Regions from separate parts of the Zea mays genome. Here region 1 is linked to region 2. Evidence: chromatin contacts called from public Hi-C data. All regions are on one chromosome and are shown on one strand. Each heading gives the region's core, a stretch centred on a gene start, on an enhancer-like site or on the middle of the called end of the contact. The rest is flanking DNA. Distances are from core to core; before and after follow the strand shown. Region 1 holds the start of LOC100192049 (MACPF domain-containing protein). Region 2 has its middle 3.5 kb from the start of LOC109942342.

The links. Hi-C and Micro-C count contacts between places; a contact is called where the count stands out from the background.
Region 1: a Hi-C map of leaf shows a contact between it and region 2, with 5 times the contacts expected there. The contact joins the promoter of LOC100192049 here to the enhancer-like site in region 2. A contact is called at or near these places in 8 of 25 Hi-C or Micro-C datasets (bundle sheath, ear, leaf and 1 more) and 1 of 3 datasets of contacts at active chromatin or transcription factors (leaf).

What each region holds. Positions count from the first base shown.
Region 1 is chr9:2,053,739-2,057,821 of Zm-B73-REFERENCE-NAM-5.0, reverse strand. It overlaps LOC100192049 (MACPF domain-containing protein), which reads right to left and starts at 1,771. Exons shown (of 8, transcript NM_001365510.1): 1 at 1,233-1,771; 2 at 849-1,090; 3 at 456-657; 4 at 285-371; 5 at 27-210. The coding sequence starts at 1,526.
Region 2 is chr9:1,950,764-1,955,196 of Zm-B73-REFERENCE-NAM-5.0, reverse strand. No RefSeq gene overlaps it. Among protein-coding and RNA genes, the nearest start is that of LOC109942342, 3.5 kb to the right of the region's middle. Within about 2 kb of position 2,051, at least 13 of the 20 cell types and tissues checked have an H3K27ac peak or open chromatin away from gene starts, as enhancers often do. A contact at or near this core is called in ear and leaf, where this site is marked.

The DNA.
Region 1 (4,083 bases), core at 522-3,021, 100 kb before region 2:
TATTCGATCTTGTTGTGTGTACTGACATCTGAGATACAGGTTGATGGCGTGGGAGAGGAAGCCGACGCCGCTCACGCCCTTGAGGAGGGACGTGATGGGCACGAGCTTGAAGCTTATCGCGTCCGGCGTCGCGGGCACGGTGAGCAGCCACTCCGAGTGGTCGCTCGCCGCCGCGTTCCCTCCCCTCTTGGAGTGTATCACCGTCACGCCCTGCATCAGTTCAGTTCAGTTCAGCTCCTCCTCGCTCGCTGTTAGCTGTGACATGTGGAAAATTACTGAGCTACCTCTTTGCAGGACACTGGAGTAGCCATTATTCCTTGGAGCCCTTGCTGTGTCACTTGGGCATCGAACACATTGAACGCCTCAGGGACCTGTTTGTGATCCACATCCAGCAGTCCAGTTGAGTAACATAGGAGAGGGGGGGTGTTGAGCTGCTCTGGTCTGGTGTCGCTGACCTTAGATTTGTGTTCCCTGAGTTTGCGGTTGGAAGGGGGCAGGGTGCAGGTCCCGGTGAAGAGCTGGTCACCGAGCCTGTCGAGGTGCTCCTTGATCTCGGACGGGGACAGCGGAGACGACCTGTCCTGCTTCACGTACACCACGTCCTGCCCACCCAAGCCCAGCCCGACAACGATGTGGGTCCCGTACCTCTCGATGAAACTGCATGCTCACAGTCACAATTTTCGGTTCAGGGGGCCTGGAAGGTTTGAACAGGTCTAATAAGTCCTGGCATTGCAGGAAGCTTTCAACTCGCCGGCTGCTGTGCGATTTTTTCACACACCACGTGGCACAAGCATGTGGGGGACGATTTCGCATCGCACCCTTGGAATTGGAAACCCACATTATTTTACCTTGCTATGGCTGCCGGGTCCCATGCCGCCGGCACGTCGCCGACGACGTGGTCGGCGAGGGCGAGCGGCCGGCAGTCGAGGCGGAGGTCCAGGAGCGAGATGAAGTAGCCGTCGAAGGCGAGGCACTTGGTGGCGGCGGCGTCCTCCGCCCACGAGCCGCTCTCCAGGTCGAAGCAGGAGTTGAAGAGCCCCGACGGGATCTTCCCCGCCAGCGAATTCCGGTGGTTGAACGCCTCCGACATCTGCACCACCAGGTCAACATCGCAAAATCGAACTCAAGAAATTACGCTTTCAGCTTCGACGACTTTGTTTGTTTTTTTTCCCCACCCCCTCCCTACTCCAGTACGCAAGAAAGAAACTTGGCAGCAGGAAGAACAAACCAACCTTGTTGAACTCGAGCACGTCGGACCTGAACCTGATCCGGTCGCCCTTGCCGCACCTGACGTCGGCGGGCAGGTCGGCGACGACGCCGAAGCCCGGCACGACGGCCTTCTCCGCCGCCTTCCTCCCGGCGCTCCGGACGACCAGGCAGCCCCCCGCGTCCTTGCAGTGCTTCAGCCTCAGGTCGCCCGTCATGTCGACGCCCCTGCCGAGGCACCGCACCGCCTTCTCCACGGCCGCCGCGCCGCCTCCTCCGGCCACCGTGCCCCAGCCCGCCACCTCTCTGCTCCTAGCCATGTCTCCTTGGCTGCGTGATGCAACGATCCTGTTCTATCCTATTCCTAATTAACACGCCATTGTTTGAGCACCAGCTTGCCAAGAAACTTGCCAGGAGGAGGAGATGAAGCTGCTCAGGATGTCAAACAAGGCTGGTGACTGATCGTTCCTCTTCTTCGCGTGTCCTGTCCTCGGCTTAGCTGGGACAAGCAAGCAAGCAAGGCTGGTGACTAATTGGAGTTTGACACTTGCGGCATGCAGCTGGGAACACGTAATGGAGAAAATGAAGACTCCATCCAACCTGCAGGGGGGTTGGTTTATATATATATAGGGAGGGAAAGGAGAGAGGCGATGACAGTGGGAACTGGGACATGGGTTAGCCAGAGCCTAGGTTGACTGCGGAATTTGTTTCCTTCGGCACAAATTCTTGAATGGAACCGTTTCCGCCATTATTTTATGGGTGGCCAAGATTTACCGCTCCAGCTTGATGGGCACCGCCGAATTGAAGGGCGAAGGCGTCAAAACCGCTGGTTTATTTTATTCGTCGGGACACGCACACGCCGCCGTCGACTGTAGTTTGTAGTAGCCTGCAGAGCTTCGATCGATCATGTGGTCCTCAAAACGCTGCAGATTTCAGATCGTTTCGATACCATCCGGAACGTAACCATCAGAGGGACGCCGCCGAAGGCCCGAGCTCCATTGATGTCCCTATCGCGTCACGTGCCATGCGCACCGGAATGTCTTGCCTATGAACAGATCAGGAAATCAGAGTGGCTCACCTGGTTGGTTGTGTTCAACGACTTTCTGTGAGCGCTCTTGTCAGAAACGAGTCTTTAACAATTTTAAGCTTTGTTATTAGTCTGGTCTCATCAATCTCTTACGAAATTTCTCATACAAGTAGTTAGGGCGGGGCGTGTAAGCATCTACTCGTATAGATAAGTGTCCGTGCATATATATGGTACTCCTTAGTTCTTAAATATATGACGCCGTAAATTTTTAAGTCATACTCAAACAGTTTTAAGTGATAAAACAAAATATAATAAAATAAATAATAATTAAGGCGACCGCAAGAGAAGTAAATAGACACCAATGGATTTTCACTCAAAGATGATCTTGGCTTCCTTACCAATTTCATCCCTGAGCGTGATCATATGCCCTGAAAATTTCACGATGAGTACAAACGCCAACTAGTAGCTAGATATATACTAAAAGCTGGTTAGAGAACATAGCGAAAAAAATACTAGAATTGAGAATGTGAACAACCAAATAAAGACTTAAAACAATATTGAGTAAAATGGCTCTACTCGATCGGGGTGCAATACCAGATCATCCTATATAAACTTGAGTTGCCCCAGATTTTTGGATTGAAATAAACTAATGCATAAGGTAAAATAAAACAGTTGGATTGATTCGATTGGCTTGTGTGTATAGTGTCGAGCTAGTGGAAGTCCAAGGCTTCCATTAGTAACGAGAAGCCCTAGCCAATTAGCGGATTGGGGCAGCCCGCAGGTCTTCTGGTCCGGTCGGACCAAAGCGTAAATCATTTGCGAAAAAAGCATAAACCGGTTCATCTTTTAGCGTAAACTGTTGAGCTGTTTCGCGAACGAGATACACGAGAAAATCACAAACGATAAATGGTAGTTTCCGATAATATCGCATGGTATGCATGTCAGCGGAAATTCGATCCATAAATATATAGAGAATATTGCGTAACCGATTTTATTTAGTAGCGTAAATACAAAAACTGTTTCATAACAAACCGAGATAAAATCGCCCGGGTTGTAGTCACGTTTCCGAGAATATCTCCGTGCATGCATGAACAAGCTAAATGGACCGTAAATGAACACAAAAAATTGCGTAAAAGTGACTAGCGAAAATTGGACAACGCGGTGCATATAAGAAAGAATACTGGCAGCGTCTCTTCATAATTGAACCATGGCTGACGATGGAGAACACGATATAGGTGATGTTTCTTCTTCAACATGGCGCAATGTTGCATCAGGTGAGTTAAAAACTGACGTGTTCCATCGTTTTGTAAATACATAGTAAAATATGCTGGACGACGTGCAGACTCATGCGGTGGTGTACCAGCAGCGCATACACTTAAGACGTTGGGAGGAGCACATGCATCGCTTAGCCTAACACTTGAATCTCCGAACAGTACTGCGAGTCCACGGAGAAATATTGTAACACCACCTGCAGAATTACGAGCGCCGGGGGTCAATGATGACAATACAATAGATATTGTAACAATGGGAGCAACAAATCAACTGGTGCCTATGAGGACCATTAGTGATCATAAACAAGATACACATAATAACCTACGAAGCCATGTAAGTTGTTTATATATGTTTATGTCTATTCTACGATTTAATCAAACTTATGCATGATGACATTAATAGTATACCTAATATTATATAAGTTGTTTATATATGTTTATGTCTATTCTACAATTTAATCAAACTTATGCATGATGACATTAAGAGTATACCTAATATTATATTTATTGGATTTATGATTGTGTTTATGCACAACATGAAAGTATTGATTCAAGCATGGTGCCTAGGATCGGTATGAC
Region 2 (4,433 bases), core at 802-3,301:
TTTATTATCTGTTTATTATCACTGTTCATGATAAGATCATTATGTTAATTGGAACATGGAGAACCACCCGGGAAAACAGTGCTACCACAAGGGTTTAATGGGACGCCCTTGGCCGATTAACTAGGAAAGCTAGTGGAAGACTACCTTACCCGAAAGGGGCAAGGGCAGTAGGGGAGTGGTCAGTGTAGGGAGGCCCTCGGGAGGATTTTGCTGCGATGGCGGTCCTGCAAGGGATTCCTGCATTGGAGCTTCCTATAAACTGTAGCGGGTTTTCTGAAGCTAGTGGAACTTTGTAAAGGCCTCGTAGTGTTACCCTGCCTCGCCTCCTCGGTAGAGGTGTATGGGAAGTCGCGATCCCTTGGCAGATGGGTAACATGACTTGTGGGTAAAGATGCGCAACCTCTGCAGAGTGTAAAACTGGTATACTAGCCGTGCTCACGGTCATGAGCGGCTCGGACACTCACATGATTAATGTATGGAACTTAAATTCAATTTGTCATATGCATTGCATCGCAGGTGATGTTGTTACTTCTGTTCTACTATTTAATTGGGTTGGTATTTACTTATACTTAGTAATGGCTAATAAAATTTTGACCAACTTTAAAAGCAATGCTCAGCTTCAGCCATCCTCTTTGGTAAGCCTGACACTTCACATGAGCTCCCACCTTTGGCGAGTTCATACACATTATTCACCACAACTTGTTGAGCGATGAACGTATGTGAGCTCACTCTTGCTGTCTCACACCCCCCCCACAGGTCAAGAACAGGTACCGCAGGATGAGGCGCATGGAGGATGCTGTGACGAGTTCGTGAGAGGTCTAGGTCGTCGTCTCCCAGTCAACTTTGGGTTGCTGGACCGTTGTCTCCTTATAATGTAATTATCTATTTATTTTGTATAGAACTCCTGTTATGTAGTAAAGATGTGACGTTCGATCCTGTGCCATGATTCATCATATGTGTGAGACTTGGTCCCAGCACACCTGGTGATTATGTTCGCGCCCGGGTCTTGGTGCCCCGAAACCCGGGTGTGACAGGACAATTAGAAAATGTGGCAACCATTTTGTTTCTAGTAAAAATCAAGAACTTAACAGGAGAACGGCAAATAGTATGCTGCATAGAAACAACAGAACACGATATTTCACTTTATACGCAGGAATATCAATGATGAAAAGCATAATTGATTGATGCATCAACAAGTAGCATATCAAGAAATGCAATTATCTAAAATTTGTATATCGACATCAACAAAATATGGAATTGTCTGGTTGGAGAGTACAAGTATCAACAACGACTAACTGAATCAATCAAGCAAACAGACAGCAATAGATGATTTATGGCTAGGGGCTTGCTCCATATAACTCGACTAAGGAAAAAACAAAAAGTGCAAAGCTTGTAAAGCTGTTCAGAGACCACTTCATCCGAGAGATCTGAGCAACCAACAGCGCCAAGATTCCTGTTGGACCGAGCGTTGCCTCTTTGAAGCGAACGATTAAAGATAATAATAACTTTGGAATGCACAACGAACATTGCCAACAATCAGCGATTTCAGCAACAAAAACACAAGCCACTATTAAATTGCTAATTTTTTCCCAAGGCGACAGAATCTACCACTAGTACACGTTATCCTACAGTTAAACTGCCAACGGGAGCTAAACAACACGCGTACCAGTCGTTATTCCATTCATTTCCATTAGATTCCAGCAGGCCCTGCACGTACTCCTCTCTCCGCTTGGCAGGCGTCAGCAGAACGATCTGTGGCATCCAGGTCCAGCTCGGCGTGGGGAACGGGAAGGGGGAAGTTGGGCTAGTTACCTCGACAAGATTCATGACAGCGGCGGCAGAGAGCGCCGGCTGCGATCAGCCATTCCTTCGCCCGCTCACCTATCTCCGGCTGCCGCTAAAACCCTTCGAAGTTCGAACGAACCGGCTGCTCGAACAAAATAAACGTTTCATCGTTTCTAGTTCTAGGCTGTCGGCGCGGCCCGCTTCTATCTGATGACTGCTGTTGTAGAGTCAGACGAAGGGCCACGAATTTGTGGTGGGCTGATGGGCTCACATGCCTCTAGTGTCAATTGAGTATGGGCTGTCTGCTCGACATATGGTCTACGTAACTACAGTATATACTAGACTGGTTATTATAATTGCTTATAATCTAAGGTCCATTAGTTAAGGTGCTTAAGCAAGAATCGCCGATGGATGGAATGACACAACAATCGTCTTGATCCCAAAGGCAAGTAATCCAATTATGACCTTGTTCGGTTATTACTATGTCTCATGAATTGGAAAAAAATTATGAAAATTTTTGACTTGTTATGGATTGAAACTCATCTAATCCCCTCTAATCCATATAGATTTTGATGAAACAAAACAAACAAACGCTACTATGACACAATTTTAGCTGATCGGTCTTTTGGTAACGTGGTGTACAAGGCCATTTAAAAGATGCTAGCAAATAGATTAAGAATGGTTTTGCCAGATTATAAGTGGTCATCAAAGTGCCTTTGTACCATAGACTGTCTCCAATAGACTGTATAAAATAGGAGACGAGTAACTGTAGATGACAATATTTGACACTATTTGCAGAGAGAAGTTTGAAATAGGGGATGAGATAGAGGATCTGCTGGAGATAGCCTTACAGGCTTATCACATATAATATATGTATTGCCTTTGAAAACACACATAGAAATAGAATAAAGAAGAAATGTGTTAAGAGTGCCTTTTTGCGATAGAGTTGGATATGCATAAAGCCTGTGATGGAGTGGAAAGGATATTTTTGGAGGAAATTATGCTAAAAATAAGTTTTAACCGAAGATGGGTGCAACTGATAATGTCTTGTGTGTCTTAAGTCAAGTATAATGTTAGGTTCAATTCCATGGAGAGAGATGTGTTCACGCTAATAAGAGGATTATGTTAGGGTGGTTCTTGTGGCAGAACCTTCCAAGTTATCGGGCCCACATGCACCTGTCCCCATCTCAAAGACCTCAGACGGCTATGCATGTACACCAGGTAACTTAAAAGGATCCGTCCGAGTGTCCCAAGGATCTCAGATAAACCACTTAAACCAAGATTGCAGGATTAAGTAAACACAAATCACACACCAACATTTGCAGCGGAATTTCTTTATTACAAAAAGTTACAAGTTACATTAAGATTTCATTATACAAGATCGGAGTGATTATAAAATAAATCTAAAGTATTTCACTTTAAATGATGTATAATTTTCATAAGTTTGAAATACATGCTAGCTTTAGTGACCATCCTCAATAAGAAGTATAGAAGAGTTACTTAGACCTATAAGAAGGCTGTACCCACCGGTGCTTATCACCATCCACACCAGCACAAATCTAGTACTGCAACAACATGGGTTCGAAAACCCTGAGTACGAAGTGTACTTTCGCAAGTCTTACCCGTTTAAGGAAGAAGACTCTCAAGGATATGTTGGCTTTTGGGAATCAAGGTAAAGCTTATCAAGATTCAAAGACTCTTTTTGCAGAAAAGCTTATTATGAGTGGATCCTTAAGAATTCATTTTACTTGTTAGGTTAAGTAGTTACTTGCATCTAGATTTCTTTCTATTCTAGATCAAGCACTTGGCCTGTACTAGCCGTCTTTTATCATCCCTTAAGTTCACTTGTCACTACGTGTAGGTCAGTGACCAAGTCTTCATGTCCGAGAAGTAGCGGCAATCTGAATCGATTAATACCCAGCTGGGGATCTCCAACCACACGACATATGTAGCACTAAACCCTTGCATATGTCAACTCGCACCCGGGTTTCTCAAGACCAGAATGGGTTCACGCCAACCGAGAGCACAGATACCGTCCAACCTCTTGCCACGGAGGGTACACGCTACTTTCGCCATCTCTCCACTCCCATTGCGTGGTGGCCTTTCTGGTATTGGTCCGACCGAGGCAAAGGTTACCCATGATGAGGCATGTGGCCAGTTAAAAGGTCCTCCTCGATCATCAAGCCTACATCGACTTGGTCCTTAAACGACTCAGATGGAGACATTACACCGAGACTCCCTTCTCGTGCAAGTCACCCGCTCGGTCTCGTCTTCTCTACAACTATTAAGACTCATCTGTAGACTGCCCCCGCTCCGCACGCACAACTGCCTCCCGCACCGGACGCGCAGCCGTCCCCCGCACGCCCACGCGCCGCAGCCGCCACGAAACCCCTGCTCCCTGCCCGCACCGCACGCCTAGCCGTCCTCCACACGCTCGCGCGTCGCAGCCGCCGCGAAACCTCCGCTCCCTGCCCGCAGCCAGCCAGCCCCTTCCCTTCCCCAGCAGCAGTCTCCAGCCGCAGCCATGGCCGAGCCACCGCCGTCCACCTCCACCTCCGACCCCGCGCTCCCCACCACTGCTACAACCACCTCGTCGGTCCCCAAGTCATCGTCTCGCCCCTCCCCCCGCCCCCGGGGCCTCCTCGATC